2 separate regions of the Sus scrofa genome follow, and region 1 is linked to region 2. Evidence: chromatin contacts called from public Hi-C data. All regions are on one chromosome and are shown on one strand. The core of a region is the stretch at or near the end of the contact, and the rest is flanking DNA. Distances in the headings are between cores, read along the strand shown.

What was found. Hi-C and Micro-C count contacts between places; a contact is called where the count stands out from the background.
Region 1: a contact with region 2 is called in a Hi-C map of retroperitoneal adipose tissue, with 1.7 times the contacts expected there. The contact joins the enhancer-like site here to the promoter of VCAM1 in region 2. A contact is called at or near these places in 6 of 47 Hi-C or Micro-C datasets (embryonic fibroblasts, fetal heart ventricle, liver and 2 more) and 2 of 2 datasets of contacts at active chromatin or transcription factors (alveolar macrophages and skeletal muscle).

Annotation. Positions count from the first base shown.
Region 1 is chr4:117,697,840-117,700,827 of Sscrofa11.1, forward strand. The region is part of intron 9 of CDC14A (dual specificity protein phosphatase CDC14A); the gene reads right to left. Among named protein-coding and RNA genes, the nearest start is that of GPR88, 76 kb to the left of the region's middle. Within about 2 kb of position 1,507, at least 7 of the 83 cell types and tissues checked have an H3K27ac peak or open chromatin away from gene starts, as enhancers often do. A contact at or near this core is called in retroperitoneal adipose tissue, where this site is marked.
Region 2 is chr4:117,509,489-117,512,675 of Sscrofa11.1, forward strand. VCAM1 (vascular cell adhesion molecule 1) reads right to left here and starts at 1,723. Exons shown (of 8, transcript NM_213891.1): 1 at 1,563-1,723; 2 at 770-1,010; 3 at 733-767. The coding sequence starts at 1,626.

The sequences.
Region 1 (2,988 bases), core at 257-2,756, 190 kb after region 2:
ACAGCGCCAGGCGTTTTCTGAAACCCCTACAGAACATCAAAAATCACATCCTGGAACATCACAATGTTGCCGTTGTTTTAATGATTATTTGTGCTAGAAAGCTTCACGAAATCATAGCCATTCCTTTTATCAACCAGAAGGCAAACTACAAATATTGAACTACAAGCTCTCACACATTCCCAGCAAATTCGTTTCCAGTCTGTCTCTCTTTTTAGTATTTTATGTTGGGGACTGACACAGCCATTCCCTTTTCAGCAGCTCCCAAAGTTCATTTGACATGGGGTAAGATTCCTTCTCCCTCCTCCCTATAGTTCAATTAAAATCCTCAGCGCTACTTTAATTCTCAGAAAATTAAGCTGACTTAATTAGAGCAGATGTCAAAATAATTAACAGGCCTACAGTAGCAAAGTATGCTATTAAAAGCAATACAGCTGTAATTAAATCGCAAGTGTTAATGCTTATGAAAGAAATCCTACATGTGTGTACAAGTGGAGGCAAATGAAATAAGACTCAGTCCCACGTAGGTGAAACCATTGGGAAGAGGGAAGAATTAGGAGGGTGGGAGTAATATACACACACTACTGTATAAAATAGATGATTGGAATTCCGTTGTGGCTTAACCGGTTAAGAACCCGACTACTATCCATGAGGACGCGGGTTCGATCCCTGACCTCGCTCAGTGGGTTAATGATCCTGTGTTGCAGCAAGCTGCATGGGCGAAAGCCACAGATACAGCTGGGATCTGGTGTTGCTGTGGCTGTGGCGTAGGCCAGCAGCTGCAGCTCCGATTCAATTTGATCCCTAGCATGGGAATTTCCATATGCTGCAAGTGTGGCCCTAAAAAGTAAAAAAAGAAAAAAGATGATTAACAAGAACCTACTGTGTAGCACAGGAAAATCTCAACAGTTTGTAATGCTCTGTATGGGAAAAAAGGATGGATATATTTACATGTGTGACTGATTCACTTTGCAGCACACCTGAAACTAATACAGCATTGTAGGTCAACTACACTCCAATAAAATTAAATTTATGAAAAAGAAACACTCTCAAAAAGGCGTCACCACCTGTATATGTGAACAAATAAACTTTGAAAGGCAGCATATGAAAAACTCCTACTAAATTTTAGCAGCTACCATGTTCCCATTAGCTCTCGAGTTCCAGTGACACTCGGGTGTCTCTAGGCCTCCGAGAGGGACTGGTGCCAGGACCCCCGCGGAGGGCGAAACCCGCGGATGCCCAAGCCCTTTGCAGTCCACCTGGCGGATGCGGGATCGCGTGGATGCCGAGGTTCCGAGTGCATGTGAAATGCAGGCCTTTCCTTGGGCCCGGGCAAGCTTTAACAAGATGGGACAGAGGCAAAGCCAGGGTGCAGACGAGTGACACGGGGGGCGAGCCAGCGCACCGCCACCCCGGGGGAACGGAAAGCAGACGTTCACAGGGCGTGAGCAAAAGACAACTCCCTCACAGATCCACCACCCCACCCCCGGGACAGAGAGTCCTGCAAGTCAGGGGCCCATCCTGCTAAGAAACGCGGAGGGGGTTCTGTCCACGTGGACGAAGTTTGACAGAGGAGCCCTCAGCTGAACCCCGGGCCACATGCCGCGTTTCCGTCGCAGGGGCTCCGGCAAAATGCAGCTTCCAGTTGCTGCTCCTCTGTTCAGCAAAGCACCTCCCGCCTACTCACATCTTAAACATAGAAACAAGGGCCTACAGAATGGTATTTTAATTTCTGTCAGAACCAAAGCCATGCTCGTCTGAATAAGTCAATTACAGCAGCGCTAGGCAGAGGAACAGTACAATCCCCCACACCTACCAGACTATTAGCATAAAAAGGGACAGAAACCGGTTCGCAGACGCAAAGCCGGAGAACAGCACCACCCAGTGGCGATATGAAAAGCTGCACGTGAGGAGCGAGAGGTTCCGTCCCGGCTCCATCCCCTCACTGAAATCTCAGTAAAATATCTTTCACCGTGCTGAAAAATCTCGAATGCGAGCCTCCTCAGAAGCTAACAACCAGGCTGAGAGCAAATCTTATTTCACATTTTCTGAGTAGCTGACACAAGATTTCCAGGTAAAACAGAATGTCTGTTTGGTGCCATATTTGAGACATGCTAGAGAAGTCCTCACTATCTAAAGTTCAAATTTAACGGAGCATCCACTATTTTTATTTGCTAAATCTGGCGCCCCTACACCTCCTATAATCTAAACCACCTCTATCCCAAAATACCCGCTCCTGGAGTTCCCGTTGTGGCGCAGTGGTTAACGAGTCCGACTAGGAACCATGAGGTTGCGGGTTGGATCCCTGACCTTGCTCAGTGGATTAAGGATCTGGCGTTGCCGTGAGCTGTGGTGTAGGTCGCAGACGTGGCTCGGATCCCGCGTTGCTGTGGCTCTGGCGTAGGCCGGTGGCTACAGCTCCGATTCGACCCCTAGCCTGGGAACCTCCATACGCCGCGGGAGCGGCCCAAGAAATGGCAAAAAGACACACACACACACACAAAACCCCACAAAATACCCACTCCCGGAGACCAGAGATGCATTCACATAGCTTAAGTCTTCCATTCAAGAGGCAGTAACACAACTGCGACAGGGAAGCTAGCGATGAGCGCAGTAGGCTGCGGTCCCCCAGCAATGAGCGGGAAAGACCCTGTCCCGCGATGCAAAAGACTAACAGGGGAGAGGAAACGCGGAAGGCGAAGTGGGGCTCCAGATAGACGGCGGGGTCATGAAGTAGGGGCATAGCGGCGGAGGGGGTGGGAAAAGGACCCACAATTTCAGAGCAGGGAGGGACGAGGGAACCAGCAACCCTTGCCTGGGGGCAAAGGTACAGACTTGGAGACGTTCCTGCCAGCCTACCGCCTGCTGCGGTGATTCCCTCCTCCTGGCGTCTGGGGTCGGCGAGCCCGAACTCGGGAAGGTAAGGCCGGAAAAACTGCCTTGTCCAGAAAGCCACTCCCCACCCACCGTCCACATCCAAGCAACCCGTTC
Region 2 (3,187 bases), core at 473-2,972:
CACGGACAAGTAATATGTAAAGATATAATCCACAGTTTCTACTGTGGCACAGTGGGTTAAGAATCCATATGTGGCGGTTTGGCTTACTGTAGAGGTGCAGGTTTGATCCTCTGTGGCGAGGGCTAAAAGATTTGGATTCAATCACTGGCCCAGGAACTTCCATATGCCTTGGGTGACGCCATTTAACAAAATATAGAAATAATCAAATAGAATTTTTTTTTTTTTATTTTTAGGGCTGCATTCATGGCATATGGAAGTTCCCAGGCTAGGGCTGAATCAGAGCTATAGACACCGGCCTACAGCACAGCTCACAGCAACACCGGATCCTTAACCCACTGAGCAAGGCCAGGGATCGAACCTGCGTCCTCATGGATATTAGTCAGATTTGTTTCCACTGCACCACCAGGGGAGCTCTAGAAAAAATTTTGATAAAATAAAAAGAACCTTGAAGAACGTCATTTTATGGCTAAGAAAACTGAAGCCCAGGGAGGTTGAGTCTTACAGTTGGCCACCATGTTTATGGCAGAGTTGGAAACAGAAGCCAAGATTTGGGTTTCTGGTCTAGTGCAAGATTCACTCGCTTTCTCGGTGCACTTTGTCCTCTAACCAAGAATCTGGACATGAATACCATACTTAATTGTTATTCTTTTAAAACCTTACTTTAAAAAAAAAAAAAAAAACGTATTTTAAAGCAAAATGGGGAGAAAATCAAATAATCTCTAAAGTACTCACAGTAGATCTCCACTTGGATTCCTCTTTCCCCTTTCAATTCCCGCAGGAGACTGTGCACAGATAGGAGTGTTCATTCTCAAAACTAACGGGATTCATGACCAGCGTGGATCTGGTCCCGTTAGTTTTCACTTTTCCATTCAGAGGACTGTCTATCTGAGTTCTCCAAGAGAAAGACAGGGAGGACTCGCAGTCCGGTGCGCTGCAAGTCAGGGAAGCGGAGTCACCAATCTGCGCAATCATTTTGTCTTCAGGGAAGATCTCGACTTTAACATTTTGAGCTGCAGAGGCAAAAAGAGAAACCCAAACGTACCACGGGTTTGTTTACGGTCCTATTGCTTCTTCTCTGTTCCAGTAGAACACTCAAAATACAACCTGGCTGATCGCCTTCCTAAAACTGCTTTGGACCAACACAAGGCAGCATTGGAGCTGCTGCCAAAAGAAGGTGTTGAAATCACCTTCACTTAAGAGAACTCTCACTTCTGACCTCGATACCCATTGCTCAGAGTTGTTTTGTCACTAGCCAAGTCCAATGTCATTATCGAGTACAGGAAACTAAAGAGATAGACCTTCCTAGAGATGGACTCCAATTACTCACTCATTTGACATGGAAAAAAAAAGGTTACAAAAAGCATCAACTTTGCAGCTTCAACTATGACAGTGAACCAGTAGATAGCAATACTCAGTGGCACAGTGAAAGTTAGGTTAAATTAAGTCCTCTTGCTCTTTAAAAACCCTAGTGCCTTTCTTCACCACCATAGCAAAACTGACCGAAGCCAAAATCAGGGCTAAAATGCAATGCTAGCATTTGGAACAGATCAAGGAGAACTTACAAACGGCAAACACCATCCAAAGTATATTTGAGGCTCCAAAGATCACGACGATATTCCTCGGCATTTTAAGTTGCTGTGTGACGAGGAAACAATGGTTCCAAAACCCTTCTTTGTGTCCTCCCTGAAAGTGCTCAGGAAGAGTCTTGAGCTCCAAAAGCCAGTGAGGTTCAGTGAGGAATGAAATAGAAAGTCTGCTCTTTATAAAGGGTCTTGTTGCAGAAGCGCAGAGGCGGAGGGAAATCCCTTCAAGGGGAAACCCGGACAGAGCCAGAAAAAAAGTTTAACTGACAGCCAGCCAAGGCCAGTATTAACCCCTTCCTTTGCTCTCAGTACTGAAACTCCTGTCTCTGTCCCAGAAAAAGAAAAAACACTCCCAAGTCTATAAAATTCAATCTTTTCCTGATTTTCCTTCCCAAAGCATATCTTTGCAAGAAAGATATGAAGTAATGCTTGCTGCAGAATGAGGCTTTCTGAATCCAATGAGGGGAAAGAGAGAGAAAGAAATAGAAACTTACACTCGAGTGTTGGAAGAGGCTGAACAGTACCATATCATTTGAATGATTGTTCTCCATTATGAAGATATATTTGCAATCCTACAACAGAGATTAAATGTTCTCTTGCAAGAAAAGGGAAGAGATCCCTTCTTTTGATGAGTTGTTTTTTTGTTTTTTGTTTTTTTTTTTTCTAAGGGAGACAGCATGGCTTTTTACTTTTAATTCACAAAAATCGTTCTTTTGACAACAAATACCAACTTTCTGAAATGATGATCTTGAGCAGAGGAAGGAAGTAAAGAAATGCTACCAAAACAAGAGAGGTCATTTTTCTCTTTTGTTTTAGAAAAGTTACCGATTCTTTGATTCAGTGGCTAGCTAGGTAATTGGAAGTCTTTTGCAGACTTAGATTCAAATATATGGAATTCATCTCAGGTGGTAAATCTCTTGGACTCTGTGAGACTTACTCACAAACACAGTTAAAATACGAACAATACTTTGGGTTTGGTATGGGGGGATGCTGACAACAACTGCATGCTCTTTTTCCCCTCCTAGGAAATGACTTTTAAAAGGTATTTTTAAATGGCTGTTTTCGCCTTGTGCACACATGCTCAAGTCTTTGCAAAATGCTTGGCCATCAAATAGAAACCGGAATAGCCACTTCCTTATAGTCTACATGTGCAGTTCTTCCTCCCCCATTGGATCATCCATTCCTGTCATGGTCCCAGACAAGTTCCTGTTCCTCATTGTATCCGCCTCTGCCTTCTCAATATGTAATGCATGGTTTTACACTTCGCGGAGGCACAGGTTCAATCCTTGGCCCAGGAACTTCTGCATGCCATGGGCACAGCCAAAAAGAATTTTAAAGAGGTATTGATAAGCTCCAAGTGCACTCACAGCTTTCTACCTTCTCATCATCTGAGGCCATGGTCTCCAAGACCATATTGGGATGTTGGGAACAGAAGTGTCTGATTCAAGGTTATAGTCCTTGTGAGAGAGACTGACAAAGCAGAGGGTGTCCAGAAGATAATGATGAGGATGGTAGATGACTCCAAACCCCCTGATCTGGTAGGAGCTGCGGAAAGAATGGGATGTTGAATTTGGATAAGGAGCATCCATGAAGCCCTGTGATCA